2 separate regions of the Mus musculus genome follow, and region 2 is linked to region 1. A link is a contact called in public Hi-C data. All regions are on one chromosome and are shown on one strand. The core of a region is the stretch at or near the end of the contact, and the rest is flanking DNA. Distances in the headings are between cores, read along the strand shown. Region 1 overlaps Car10 (carbonic anhydrase 10). Region 2 overlaps Car10 (carbonic anhydrase 10).

Region 1 (7,526 bases), core at 3,538-6,037:
TCGTCTCATAAAATCTTCCTGGTCCTCTATGGAGGAAACAAAATATGTTTCTCTTAAGGATTTCCCCTGCCTGTACCTGGTGAGAATATATGGGATTTTGAGGTTTCTGGAATCTAAGTTAAGAAACTAGGAAGAAAAGAGAAAATATCAATAAACCTAGTACCACTAAAGACCCAGCCTGCCTCCATCTTAGGCATTTTATAAAAATTTACTATAAAAGCCATTTTATAGTAAAGACCTGCTAGGTTCATTCCTGTCTGATTAAACTTCTGTTTCTCAAGGACTGGGTTAGGCTCCACCTGTAACCTTAACTCCAATATTTCTGTACTGCCTGTTCCAGGAATGGCAATCATATCTTTGTTTCGAAAAGTTAATAACTATCTTGCAACTTTACCTTTATTTCAAAAAAGGTTGCTATGACTACATTGCAACCATGTCTTTGTTTCAAGAGGTCACTATGAGTAAATTGTTACGCTTATGTTCTGTTCCTGTAAACCCACCTGTTTTGCCAGCCAAATCTCCCATGTGGAAACCCCTACCCCTGAGCTATTAAAACCTTGTCTTCCACATATCCAATGTTGACCTCTCAAACCCCACCTTAGGGGGCAGCAGTCAGTGTACTGAATAACAAAAGCTTGCTTTGATTAATTCAGTCATGATGTTAAGGGTCAATGGTCTTCTTCCTCCCATCTTCAGATTGACACATACTGCTTGCATTGCCTATTTTTATTTCCTTTCCAAATGCATCTATTATTATTTGCTCTCCTGAGTCCTTAATTGACTCTTCACATTTCATTGGTGATCTCTAGGAAGTGAAAGGCGGTTACACTTACTCTTTTATAACCCAAACTGGAGCCAAGCTAAGTGAACTGGTATGTTTCTTTTGATTGACACTCGCATTCCTTCCTTCTCTTATTCACTTCCATGTGGTTATCTGTTTGTATGCTGCTTGGCCTCTGTATCACACCATGATACAGTGTTCAAATAGGTTTGAAATTTAAAATAACTCCTCGGCAGGGTGTCTCAATCAACTATGTTTGTCTTTTTATATAAATGACATAGGAAAGTGGGTCAAAGAAACCTTTACCTAAAGAATGCCATTTATAATTCAAGCAATACAGTGAGCCATAAAGTTAAGAAAATCATAATTCCGATTTAAATTCTACATCTGGCATCCTTCTCTTTCCTTTTCAGCTTTCTCTCCTGGGCATGCTTTTGCGCAGTTTACTCACCGTAATAAAAGCAAACATATCACCTGGTTCTATCTAGATCAGTTAAGAGTCTGACAGAGAACTGCCTGCTTTCAACTCAACTTGTGAAAGAGATTAATGAGGAATATTTTCACACACCCACTCAAATGGGCAAGGTTTGGTATCTTTCCCAATGAACTGAACCTAAGACCCCTTAGTAGAGCCAAGCAAATCAATGGCAGTGGGAGGAGAAGGAACACGGAGAAGAAGGATGAACAACATGGAAATGGCGAGGAAAGGCAGGAGGGAGAAGAAAGGGAGGAGGGAGAGGAAATGGAGGAGGGAGAGAAAATGGAGGAGAGAGAGAAAAGGGAGGAGGGAGAAGAAAGGGAGGAGGGAGAAAAAAGGGAGGAGGGAGAAGACAGGGAGGAGGGAGAGGAAATGGAGGAGGGAGAGAAAATGGAGGAGAGAGAGAAAAGGGAGGAGGGAGAAGAAAGGGAGGAGGGAGAAGAAAGGGAGGAGGGAGAAGACAGGGAGGAGGGAGAGGAAATGGAGGAGGGAGAAGAAAGGGAGGAGGGAGAAGAAAGGGAGGAGGGAGAAGAAAGGGAGGAGGGAGGGGATAGAGAGGAAGGAGGGGATAGAGAGGAAGGAGAGGCAAGGGAATGAGGACAAGGAAAAGGAGGGAAAGGAAGGACTAGGGTTTTGGAGGAGAGAATAGAAAGAAACATAGAGGGAGATAAAGAGAGAAGGGAGAGGGCAAAGTAGAAGGAGGAGGGAGAATGAAGCACACTATTTTAAATAGAATCAAACTTATATTCACTTGAGGCAATTGTCCTACCAGAATATGCTGATGGCTGTAATTCCTAATGCTATGTGTCCTGCTATATGTCCTTCACAACTGTTCCTAAGCACATCACTTACCAAACTCATGAATCCACACTGAACACTTACTGTGTAGGTGTGCTTTGCAGGTACTGAGGGGAATACAAAGATGAATTACCGGAGTCCCTGTCTTCTAAGAGGAGAGGGCACACATGTACAATTTATGAGGTTCTTTGTCAGACCTCACTGAGTGTTGTATTTTATCCAGGCAGAAAAATCCTTCTCTGGGAAACTGGGCTGATCCACCCTTGGAGGACAGTGACAGATTTTTTTTTTTTGGACAGTTCATGTTTTAGGTGAACTTTAAGGATTTGTTAGTTTGGAGACAAGAGAAGAATGGAGGGAGTGCCATTCAAAGCAGCAGCCTGAAGAAAGCTTGGGAATGTGTAGCATGCTTGGGGAGCTGAATATATGTCAGTGTAGCACACATGTATGTGGGGAAATCCATTTTTGCTTTGTCTTGAACTGACTTATTAATTTGGCATGCTGTGATGTGGGCAATGGTAGAATCAATGAAACTATAGCAACTGGACTCCAAAGATGCACAATTGTTGGATTCTCTTGAAAACAATGAACTTGGTACCACTTGATGCCTCCGCTCATATGCCTCTTCTGTGCAAATGCACTTACTATTTCATGTTTCCACACTCAGTCCAATATTCTTTCTAGGAATGAGAGCTAGCTCTCTGTTTCTGTCTCCATCTCCATCTCTATCTGTCTCTATCTCCCTCTCCTTCTTGCTCTCCGTCTCCTTCTCCTTCTCCCCTCATGCCCCCACCACCATCACCATGGCTATTGAAGAAACAGCAAGCAGCATCTAAAGAGGAGCCACACTTCCCTCCATGTTGCACCATCATGCCTGTGAGAATATATACTTCCCTAATATACAGCAAGAAAATGATTTTAATTGAAAGTGTGCCAGTAAAGGCTGAGGGAACTAAGTTGGTACAAGGCATCTCGTATCTGGTCTGAACCCTTATAATAACACTCACACATGCTTTTCAATTTGTATAAAATCATTAAGAAATAAAAGCCTAGGTTCTACTTTAATTAGCTTACAAAAGAGTCAAGCTGGGCTATTTTCTTCTATTCTGCAGAAATCTTTATACACACAGTTAAAAACTGCTCGGGGGAAAAATAACCATGTCTTGTGCCGCCTGGGTTTGTTTATTTAAGAGTTTATTACTTCAAGGACAGATTAGAGCAACCTGGACCATGGCTGGATACAGAAGAATGGGGATTTGGAGAGATAAACTTCCCTTTGGACTTAATTTTACCCCTTTATGTAACAGCATGAGCAGCATCTCCTGCCTCCATTCTTAAGATCTGAAAGAGTTCAGCAGAGGTTTAGGGGACCCACGTGACATGTGTATTTCTCCCAAAACAGGCTGGCTTGTTTCCCTCTGCTTTTGGTGTGGATCTTAAAAAGAAAAACACCCTCTACTTCCTTACAGGTCTAAAAACTGTTTTAAAGGTTTTTGCTGAACAAGAAGGAGCTGTACATCTCCCATCACAACTGAAGATATTACTTTGATGTCTCCATAATTGTTTCCCTGAGGGCCTATCTGGTGCTGGGGTGGCACCACTTCTGCTTCCTGATTTTGTTGATAAGTATAGTGTCACCCTGTGCATTGTTGCATGGTTCTCTTTGGCCATGCAAAGAGAGAGAGAGAGAGAGAGAGAGAGAGAGAGAGAGAGAGAGAGAGAGAGAGAGAGAGAGGAGAGGGAGAGAGAGAGAGAGAGAGAGAGAGAGAGAGAGAGAGAAAGTCTGAAATGTCTGGCAACTAAAGATATATTCACTCAGTCAAACATTACACATAAGAGATGATGAATGAACTTGGTCTATGAGAACACAGGCACAATGCTGAACAAATGATCAGACTATGCACAGCTGGTTGATCCATAGAGAAACATATCATACCCTGGCTAAGACGGGGGGCATGACTGAGAAAGTGTGCAGCCAATGGCATGTTAGAGGAGCAGGAAGTACAGAAAAGCCAAGAAGTTATATAGACAGGAAAGGAGCAGGGTAGGAAGCTGATTTCCCTAAAAGTACCTCAAAGCCAAGCCAGTGAGAATGCACCGCCGTCACGGAAATAGCAAGGGCCTCCAGGAGTGATGAGCATCCAACCTGTTCAGCGCTGTGGAGAAAGTTTGTGATAAATGGCCGCGAAGGAACACGTCTGCATGCGAGGAGGTGCAAAAGATCAAAAATGACTCAGAGGACAGGAAGATTTAGGAGTAGTAAGACAAGCTTCTTTTTCAACATTTTTCTTGCTTCCCTTACCGTCTTTTTTTTTTCCTCTTTATTCTTTTCAAGACCAAGACTTTCCCTACAGCTTTCAGTTCCCTTATGAAGCCCATCAAAAACTCCACCCAGGAGCCAGGCTATTTTTAAAAATGAGATGCACTGGATTCTATAGAGAGGTCATCAGTAATAGGGCCTCCAACTCCCTATCTCTTTTGTGATTCTTGACGGCCAGAAACGAAGCATACATTATCTTTTACACAGACTCCCTGGAAGGTACGGATGCTCTCTCCTCTGGTGCTGTAATGGGGTCTCTATAGAAAGACACCTCATTCGGCAACCCACGACCTCTTTTCATCCCCGTTCACAGAAGCGACTCTGCTTGCCACAGGCACCAGGGCTTCCAATGTAATGATTTTGAATAATGCTGTGCACAGTATTATGCTCTTCTGCAGTCTCTCTCCTGCATTTTTAATGACCTTCCTAGCCCTCAGAGAAAGGGGGATGAACACGTCTGGTCAGGACATTTTTCCAGCTGGTCATTCTCTGATTGAATCAGTGCCAGATCCTGCAAGCCATCTGAATGCTGGATTGAAGTCAGGCTATCTGGGTTTTTAACTCTCTCTGGGACCTAAAGCCTTAGATTTCTTATCTGTAAAGCAAGGGGCATTATTTAGAAATCCTCTAAGCCCATTCAAATCCTCTGCTTTTGTGGCTGTGTGACTCCCTGGGGTCTGAAGATGAACTGTCTTCATTTGTTCATATTTTATGACCATCTGTTGAGTGCACAGTAGCGGATGCCTCAAGTACTTGGAGAAGCTTAGGGAAAGATGGTTGGCTTGAGAGAGTCTCCCAAGAGAGACACAGAAAAAAAAATCTCTGAACTTAAGCTTGTTTTAGTTGATTTTACTTGCTGTAAGAATGCAGGAAAGGGCACTGGAATTTGAACCCAAACTTGAGATAGTTCACAAGTTTTATCAGCAGAGCTGGAATACTTAGTTAACAGTCACTCGTCCTAGGGTCCAAGTCTCTTTTCCTGTCCAAAGCCTTTAAAGGGAGCAGATGAGGGTAGATCTGTTAACACTTTATAGGATGGAAGCTCTGAGCCCATGTAATATTTATGACTACTAACATCAGTTGAGCTTCATAATTCAAATGGTCTTAGAGTGTAGACCAGGTGCCAGGTACCATGGCTGACACTTAAATTTCCAAGGATTGCAGTCTCTAATATTCAGGTGGTGGTGTTTCTTTTAGAGGATTTTGTACAACTAGTTGATAAAGACATGGTTCATCAACTTGGAGTTGAGGTTCCCATATGAGTCTTAGCTACTAGTTTCCTGCAAATTCAATTTGGGGATAGGAGGGAGCTAAAAGTAGCAGGATGTGCTTACAGAGCATCAACAAGAGCACAGCCATGCACGCCCATGTGATAGGTCTGCTCTCAGTCCTACTCTGCAACTTGGCCTGGATGAGTCATTTTATTTGACTCTAGAAGATAATGGAGATCTGTAGTAGATGTACTCCTAGCATCTTCTTGAGACTGTGTTTGTCAACTTTTACCATGAGTTATATATTGAAGTGTGTTCCTCTCCCAAATTTTACATGTGGCGTCTTTATTCTCTAAGACTAACGAAAATGGTCTTATTTAGAAATAGTAGCTATAACTAGGTATGCTCAAATGGCGTGATAGAAGAGTTGGGTGGATTTCTAATCCAGCACATGTTTTCTTTATAAACGAAGAATTTAATACCATGTAAAAGTGAGAACAGACTGGCTTGGGGATGGTGCGTGGAAAAAATACGAGGAAAATCAGCAACTGCAAGCAAATGACTAGAAGCTAAGAAAGAACATAGAACAGATGCTCCTTCAGCATCCTTAGAGAAAACCAACCCAGTTGCTAGCTCGACTTCGGCCAGCCTCCAGGACAGTGGAAAGTAAATTCCATTTGTTTTAGCCTCCCTTCCTGTAGCAGTTGTTAAGGCAGTCCTAAAAAAACAAATGCAACCCTAGGATGTGTACCACTACTGTCAGAGGGAAAAGAAAAATGCAGCTCACATGAAAAACAAACCACAAAAACAAACAAACAAACAAACAAAAAAGAACAATATTTTATTTGCTTCTTTCTTTATACAAGTAGTCCATTCTGATTGCTACAGAAAGAGGAACTCCATCTTAATGGTGTTGGCAATGAATTCGTTCTCCTTCCCAAAGACTGTTTGACTAGCACAATGTTTTGACTTACAGCTTGAGAAACTTAACACTTCATGAAAAAAAAAATCTTACTCACGCCGCTATATATAGCCAGTGCTGAGCACAGCATTTGAGAACAGAGCCACTAGCACGTGGAAGTCACTGTTTGCAGACTCCCTCCTCGATTTGAGTCATTGGTTTCTCACCACTCAGCTCTCACCCCTCCTGAGGCAGCCTCAGCAGCTTCCAAGCAGCTTGCCTTGAAGATCATGTTCTATTTAGGATAGTAGTGACTCTGTAGAGAAAGAAACCCCAGGCAGGAGAAAAATGATACGGGCTATCAGAAAGTTAAGTGTGGGACATGTTTAGTAGAAAACAAAGACAAACATAAATAAATAAAATTTAACTCATATGTGTTCCTGATTTTAAAAGGTAAATTTGTTTTTTATTAGACAATCTACTATAAGGGACATTGTTACTAAAGAAAAGACAATTATTCAGTCTGATTTTGGCAGTTAAACCTTAGAAGTTAGAAGTTAATTAGATGATGAAACATTGTGTGCAAATTAAGTGACTGAGTTGAGAAACTTGGGTTTGGTTTTCTTCTGTTCTGCATAGAGAAAAAGGGGATGAGCCAAACCTTTGCTTTCTTGGGCAGTTTTTAATCTTCCTTATTGGGGGAAGAAGGGGATGTGGGAACATTTAGGCAGAAATTAGATGAAAGAAACATCTCTAAATTCAAAGTTTACACCCAAAGGTGAACTAATGAGGTCTTTTCTGTGACTGCTTCCACTGCTGAGGAAGCTGTTATTACAAAATAAGATCATCTGATGCTAACCTATTTCTTGTGATTTGAAAATAATCAGAATTCTACATTAGATGAAATTTGTCTAAGTTTGTCTGGAACTTAGTAAAATCAGATGGAAAAAAAATGGTATAGCTTGTCCCCTAAGCTAGTATTCTAGTTTGCTTTCTTTTGGTGTGATAAACACGGAGACCAGAAAAAGCATCCATTT
Region 2 (7,526 bases), core at 3,362-5,861, 310 kb after region 1:
TAGGGGTTCAGAGATGAAGCTGGGCTTTGACATCTGTACAGTCCTATGTGATGCTAAAGGTCTTGCTTGACTCCCTTTTGGTACACACCTCTGGAATTCAGATGGCTTCCTATCAGTTCAGCCAAGCAGCCCTTCTCTCCTTGCTTCTCATGATATCACATTCTATAGTCTGACCACTGTCTGTCTTGCTTCCTCTATCCATTGCTACTGTGGACAGACAGAGTGCTGAGTACTGGGGATGGTGGACATGTCTTACCCAGATTAGACTAGGGTCTAGTGAAAGACATGACAAACTGATCATTCTCACAATAAATATGGAAACAGCTATGATGTGTATTCCAAGTTGACAGGACTGTGATAATAACCTCTTGGGGGATGGGGGGGGGGGTCCTCTCTCAATGGATGACCCTCGAGCTGAGTTTTAAAGGGGTTCACAAATTAAAGTCAGATAAAGAAGGAACAGAAGGGTATAGCATGCAGAAAGGGTATTCTGTGCAGAATGTGAATAGACTGTGCTGTAGAGAAGGAAGACGTACAAAGTTTGAGGGAAACTGAAAGAAAGCTGGTAAGGCATTGTAACCACTGAGACATTCAGAAAAGTCAGGCCCCACACAAGGACTGGGCTCAGAGTCAGGCCTTTACCTTACAGGCAGTGAAAGCTACACAGAAGTTAATGGAGTGCTAAATGCCATCACAAGGTGACTCGGGTTTAATAAGGGACAAAGTGTAGGCAAACTATAGCATGTGCACAAGGCCCGAGTGATGTGTGGTCACTCTCCCAAGACACAAGGGGTGAGTGAACAGTACCTGTCACCTGTCACGTATTGGTGAATCACACTCCTGGAAAGGGAAAAGTATGTTTCCTACCGGAGGCTGCTCCCAGCTGGATCAATGATGGGGACAACTTGCTGTGGACTCAGAAGCCTGCTCACAGCAAGTGTTCATTCAGCAAAGACAAACACTTGGGAATTAGCTCAAAAGCTGAATTTCAGTAAAAAGCTTGGAGAAAGGTTTGACCTTGGTCCTTAAAAAATTCTGGAATGTGAATGTGGTCCTGCATCCAATTGCAAGAGTCTCGGTCCAAAATGAAAAATGCCTGAAAACCATGGGCATAAGATGCCATCATTACCTGTACCTGTGAGACTCCCAGTGGTCTTCTGCTATCCCATCCAATGTCTCCTTAACCATTCATCTGATGAATGGAGCATAAATTACCATATTGTAATAAGCAAGACACAGACCCTCTTTGAGCCTAAGCTTCCTCGTGTTTAAAATAAATGAGCTGGTCTTGGTTTTCTTTAAGGCTCTTTCCAAGACTCAGACTCTATGAAGTCGAATAATTCATTCAGCAAGCATTGGCTAACCCTCCACGCTGGTCCAGATTTCATGACAAACATCAGGAGCAAAAGGATGAATAGCATCCATCACATGAAATGCTTACCTAAAGGTAGAACTAGATATAAAGCCAATAGTTTTAAAGTAACATGGTATTTGGGTCTGAACTCTGTAAGAACTGAGCATGGTTACCAAGCAACACTTCCTTGACCAAGTGGTAGACTAGAGTTCTGGTGTCTCTATGAATCAAAAGCAGATAATGACATTAGCTCATGGAGTTTTTTGAGAAGTCAATGAGATGGTATTTCAGCTGACACATCTCTATGCCTATGTCCTACTTATTAATGTTGTATTTATAAATCTCAGCTTGCGGGGATTCTCTGGAGAAGGATCCCCAGACACATTCTCTAAGCATCTTTCCTTTCATCCATTGCAACGTGCTTCACAATTCTAGTCCTACATTTACTGTAGATGATTGGTGCTCAAAGATGTTAATGATTATCATCAATAAATAATGATGATGAATAACTCTGACAGTGATGTTCAGCTCCCACATGTCTGTACCAGGTATCTATGGTTTTCATCTATACTGGTCACCTAGGGCCCATGCTGTTTGGACAGTAAGGTACTTTGAATTTTCATTAGTCATGAGTCTCCTAGAGCTAGAACCAACAGAATACACTGGGGTATTTATAAAAGGAGATTTATTACTGAAACTGGCCTACCTGACTATGATTTCCAAGGGTAGATAAAGATGGGTGTTCCAACCAAGAAAAGCGAATCTGCCCTGCCTCTATCTCTTTATTCTCTGTGGGTGGATACAAACCCAGGTTGAAAGGGTTGATATGTCCTACTCAGTGTCCTAATATAAATGCTGATCTACCTTGACCAGAAACTCCTCCACAGACATACCCACAAGTATTACCAGCTCTCTGAACACCCCTTACCCCAGTCAAGTTGACGCATAAAATCCATCATTGCCAGCTAATTTACCATCACAATAAATCCTGAGTAAGAACACCATAGGAACAGAGAGGGGCTGGCGTCCTAGAGAAGGCAGGGTAATAGATGACCATGATGTAAAGAAAAGTAGGCAAGACCTCCTCTGTCTCTACCATGCTCCTCTCAGTGGCCAAAGAGATGTCTTCAAAATTCACTGAGTTCATTTACTTTCTTAACACCAGTGAGTTGCTGTTGCAAAGACCCTCACCACCGGCTGCAAAGACCCTTACCTTGATCTGCAAAGTCTTGTGTGTGTTGGCCCCACCCTGAGCCACTTTTATCCACCCCTAACCATCTGCACCACTTGCCACTGTCTTGGGCCCTTTGTATTCTGTGATCTCTGTGACTGACATACCTCCTTCTGATCTCCCCAGGCCTCATTCCCCTTCATCATCAGATCTCAGCTCAAATATCCTCTCTGCAAAGAGCCTTTCACTGGCTGCACTAATAGATGTTGCCCCCCTTCCATTCCTATGCACACCCCATTCTTCCCACTGCTGCCTTTTCCTTCATAGCTTAAATTTTTGAGCATAGGCTTGACAGAGCACTGCACAGGTAAATGGTCCTCCAACCCTGGCCAGTGGCTGCCTTTTGGATAGCAGAGTAGCTGCAGTGTAGCCTCCTGCCCCACTGGTAAAATGTATAGGAAGTTAAAAAGCAAATGAGAAATGTCAGGAGCAGTCAGAGTGTGAGCCCCCTCAGTGGCATGTTCTGTGTACTTAGGCTGTTCAGATTCGTGGTACCCTCTGAGTGAACATGGCTGCATTATTGATGCCCAATGATGTTCCAATGGTTTGCAACCCCACTGGACCTCTAGCTGGAGAGCTTTTTAGAAATACAGCACCTGGTTCCGCCCTCAAATTGTTATAACTGAAGTGGGGCAAGCACACATAGGAGAGTTTCAAAGTGCCAAGGGACCTGGATGGCCAGCAACACCTGCATTCTGCCACAAAAAGAAAATGTGACTTGTTGTTTTCAAAATTCAAAGGAAAGTTTCTATTTAGCTCATTATCTTTAACTCTGAAAACATGACTACTCCCCCGTTTAATGCAACACGGGATACTGACAATAATGAATGCTATTCAGAGTCATTCATTCAGAGTCACAAATCACTTTCCTGGCACAATCTTGTTAATTCCCAACCCAGCCAGTGCAAAGCACTGACACCATTACAGAGAGATCCATGATGCATTGGCTGTGACAGTGTTGTAAAGGGCAAAGCTATAGAAAGGCAGGAAAGCTGGCTCAATGCGTTTTGGAGTTTTCATGCAGGGAGGAGGCTACTAAGAGAGTTTGGGTAGATTTATATGTGTGAACTGGAACAAAAAGGCAGAATGAAATAAACTTTAGAATTGCAATTGTAAATTATTCCATTTTATTGTTTCTGATGGTATTGCTGTTGCTGTTTCTGAGACATGTCTTGGGTATCCCCAATTGGTCTCAATCTCACTAAGGAGTTGAGGATGGCCTTGAACCCTGATTTTTTTTTGCCTCCACCTCCCAAGTGCTGAGATTTCAGGAGTTCACCACCAAGCTCAGTTTATATGGTGCTGGATTTTGAACCCAGAGAAAGCAAGAGTTCTGCCAACTGAACTGTGTGTTCCCATCCCTCTATTGTTTAAGATTATTTGCATGTGTGCAGCTATGTACTTTATAAGCAAAGAAAACCATCTGGGTGGATTTATACTGAGTTGCTAATTTTTCTATCATGTGAGCTAGAGTTAGATGGAGACAAGGGAACTGTTAGACACATCTACATTTTTAAATTTGTTACCATAAAGTATGCGTTCATATTATTATAAAACTTTATTAAAAAATGCCTATAAGGTACATCTTAAAAGGGATAATCACACTAATTTTTTATGGGAAGAGAACAGGTTCTTGGTGAAGTGGTAAAAAATCTGATCATGTGGATAAAAGTCTATAGTGTGCTCATTTAGGCATATGCACATGCCATATTCCACAATGCAAGTTTTAAAGAATGAGGTAATGGAGAGAAACGCATTTCAACACAACTCAAATCCAGGACTCTTCCTGCACACACACACATGCACACACACACATACACACACACACACACACACACACACACACACACACACACACACACACACACACACACAACAGTGCTCACTGCACCAATCTTAGCAGGCAGTCACAGGTTTTGGTTAGAGGATGGGGAAACAAAATTTTGCAAAACCCAGTGAACCAGATGAACGGGCTGGCACTTCATGAGACAGAACCATCCACTCTCCCATCTGCAGAGCCAAGCATCCTACACACTGCCAATCTCCTCCCAGAGCCATGGGGATGGCTCAGAGTCTAACAGATCCTTGCTCACCCAAGGCTACCAGCAAGATTTACTCACTGCCAGTGGTAGCTGTTGGCGCTGCTGGGAGATGCCCACACCTGAAGGGCTGTTCCATTTCCTAATGTGGAAAATTCACTTAAAGATCACTTTAGGAGAAATATCCTGGGAGGGATGAAACACCAGATGGGTATAATCTTATTAAAAACATCATTGTTACCTCAACATGTTTGCAAATATGTGTAGATATGTCCATATCTCTCTCTCTCTCTCTCTCTCTCTCTCTCTCTCTCTCTCTCTCTCTCTCTCTCTCTCTCTGTGTGTGTGTGTGTGTGTGTGTGTGTGTGTGTGTGTGTATTATACACATAGATTCTATTTACACCTCCCTCTGAAATTTCACCAAGTAAAAGCGCATCCTTCTGATTGGAGGAACCAGACAGGTCAGGGACACCACAAGAACATGGCCCACAAAATCAACTGACCTGGACTTACAGAGGCTCACAGAGATCAGGATGCATGTAGGGGTCTGACATAGGTCCTCTGCATATATGTTATAGCTGAATAGCTTGGTGTTCTTGTGAGAACCCTCACAGTGAGAACAGGGGCTGTCCCTAACTATTTTGCCTACTTGTGGAACCCTTTTCCTCCTACTGGGTTGGCTCATCCAGCCTTGATGTGAGAATATATGCCTGGTCTTACTGTAGTGCGTTACACCATGTTTGGTTGATATCCCTGGGAAGCCTGCTCTTATCTGAAGAAAGGCAGAGGAGGGGCAGATCTAGGGGAGACAGGAAGTAGGGGAGATAGACTTGGGTGAGGGAAGGGAGGAGATACTGCAGTTGGGATGTAATACATGAGAGAAGAATAAGAAAAAGCATAGCCTTCTACTAGTCTCTCCGTATGCTTGCAATTCACCCTCGTATTGGAAGATAGGCTGTGCCTGATACCTTTCAAGCCAGGATTGTTGTTCTTATTCCTGATTTCCCTTCCTACCAGGTACAACTCATCCACTATAACCACGAGCTATACACAAATGTCACAGAAGCTGCGAAGAGCCCGAATGGATTGGTGGTAGTTTCTATATTTATAAAAGTAAGTCTTGCATGATTCCTGTACTCTGCTTGCCACCCCCTCCCGCGCCCCCCCCCCAATACCAACCAGAGCATCATTCTACAGTCTCTGTTGTAATTTTAAAAAGTTAAAGAAGTAATGTCAATTCATACCCATGCCTGCAGTAACGTTGGGGTCTTAGGACTTTTATAACCATGAGATTCATAAAAGATTCGGAGCTCTGGAAGTGAGGTGCAGAAGGGACAGGTTCCATTTCAGAGCTTTGGGAGCTGAAGGTTTGGGGAGCCTCCATCCTAGAGAGAAAGCAACTGCGATTTTCAGGGACAGGCTTTAGGCCCCACCTGCTAGTGTGGAACAAGGGGACAGTAGCAGAAGAGCTGGAGAGCCGATACCCTCTAGGACTGAAGGACGGTCCGTCACTTGCTGACACCCGGAGAATAAGAAGAGTGGGTTGATCCTCCCAGGTAGGCCCTGCACTATACCTCGGGCTTCCCCACAGCAGCTGAAAACTTCATCTTCCTTTCCCACTCAAAGGCTGATTCATAATCCTGGCAGTTAGAATTAAGACGAAAATCCCCATTTTGAATGTATGATTTTCAGCCATGCTCCCCAGATATCCAGTAGGCAAAAACAATATGAAATGTCCAAGTGAACAAATTCTGATTTCGTTCTTTAATTACCTTTGATATTTTGGCAGATGTAAAATAATGCAGATATGCCCATTTTTTAATGAAAAAGTAAGATTCCCTTTCCAATTGTAAAAAATAAAAAAAGAAATTTTTCAGTAGACTATGTTAGTTACAAAGGCTAATTAATGTACCGCACTATACGGGCTGCTAGAGAGGGTTGTGTACAAATCATTAAAGAAAATTAGACTAACCAGAACTTGGACTGTGATGAAGAATTTTAGTAGAAATTTAGCATTCATCATCAAGGAGTTTTAACAGAGCCCCTGGAATAATGGGAGTCTCTGGGGACCCCTTAAGCAATAGCGCCCACACACACTATCTCCCATTCCATCCCACCCCCTGCCAAAGCAGACTTTGTGCAACAGGTATTGGCCATCTTCCCAGCTGCCATGCCTCCTGCTAACTTCCTAACCTTCATCTGAGCCAGGCCAAATTCATGGAGCTTGTAATAGCTCAGGCAGGAAAGACACCCCAAGTCTTGCCTGGCTTTAGTGCTCATTAGTGTATTCCCATTGTGTGTCAACTCAACAGAGCTGAAAAGGGAACTGAGGATGAGAAGAGAGAAGGTGCCACTCAAACAACCACACACCCCCAGCCATGCCCCACTGGTACCCACAAGCCTGGAGCAAATTCTTACTCTGGTCCCAGTTATGACACATACAACCAATCCATGCAATCATGGTCCACAAGCCTAAGGGTATGTTGCATATTGTCATGTGACCAGGAGTCACCTCTTCCTGTGGTTTTCTACATGCCAAGCCTTCCATGAGTGATATCCAGAGGCCAACCTGCCTTTCCCAATGCTGCTTGTCCCTTGAAGAGCATCTCAGTTTCAGTCCCTGACTTTGCTCCCCTTTGCTTAAAGTTTCTAAGTCAGTAAATGTCGTCCTAGAAGCTCAAGCGTGTAACGGCTGACAGTGACTGATGAAGTGACCAGCAACCAACTTCCTCCAGTGCAAACTGCCGGTGTTCCATGGGCTCACGCAGAAATCCGCACTATGCTGAGATCCCAACCAACAGTCAGGCTTGCAGGCCCAGGTTGCTCTCCCGTAATTTGTTGAAAGGACCTATACTAAATCCTTAGGCCAATAAATGACAGGAGTCAGCTCCTGAATCTTCTC

What was found. Hi-C and Micro-C count contacts between places; a contact is called where the count stands out from the background.
Region 2: a contact with region 1 is called in a Hi-C map of cerebellum, with 2.6 times the contacts expected there. The contact joins two enhancer-like sites. A contact is called at or near these places in 3 of 484 Hi-C or Micro-C datasets (cerebellum, cerebral cortex and cortical neurons).

Annotation. Positions count from the first base shown.
Region 1 is chr11:93,267,429-93,274,954 of GRCm38.p6, forward strand. The region is part of intron 3 of Car10 (carbonic anhydrase 10); the gene reads left to right. Among named protein-coding and RNA genes, the nearest start is that of Gm35002, 33 kb to the right of the region's middle. Within about 2 kb of position 4,788, at least 9 of the 459 cell types and tissues checked have an H3K27ac peak or open chromatin away from gene starts, as enhancers often do. A contact at or near this core is called in cerebellum, where this site is marked.
Region 2 is chr11:93,573,025-93,580,550 of GRCm38.p6, forward strand. It overlaps Car10 (carbonic anhydrase 10), which reads left to right. Exons shown (of 10, transcript NM_001361708.1): 6 at 5,642-5,737. Among named protein-coding and RNA genes, the nearest start is that of Gm24856, 160 kb to the left of the region's middle. Within about 2 kb of position 4,612, at least 11 of the 459 cell types and tissues checked have an H3K27ac peak or open chromatin away from gene starts, as enhancers often do. A contact at or near this core is called in cerebellum, where this site is marked.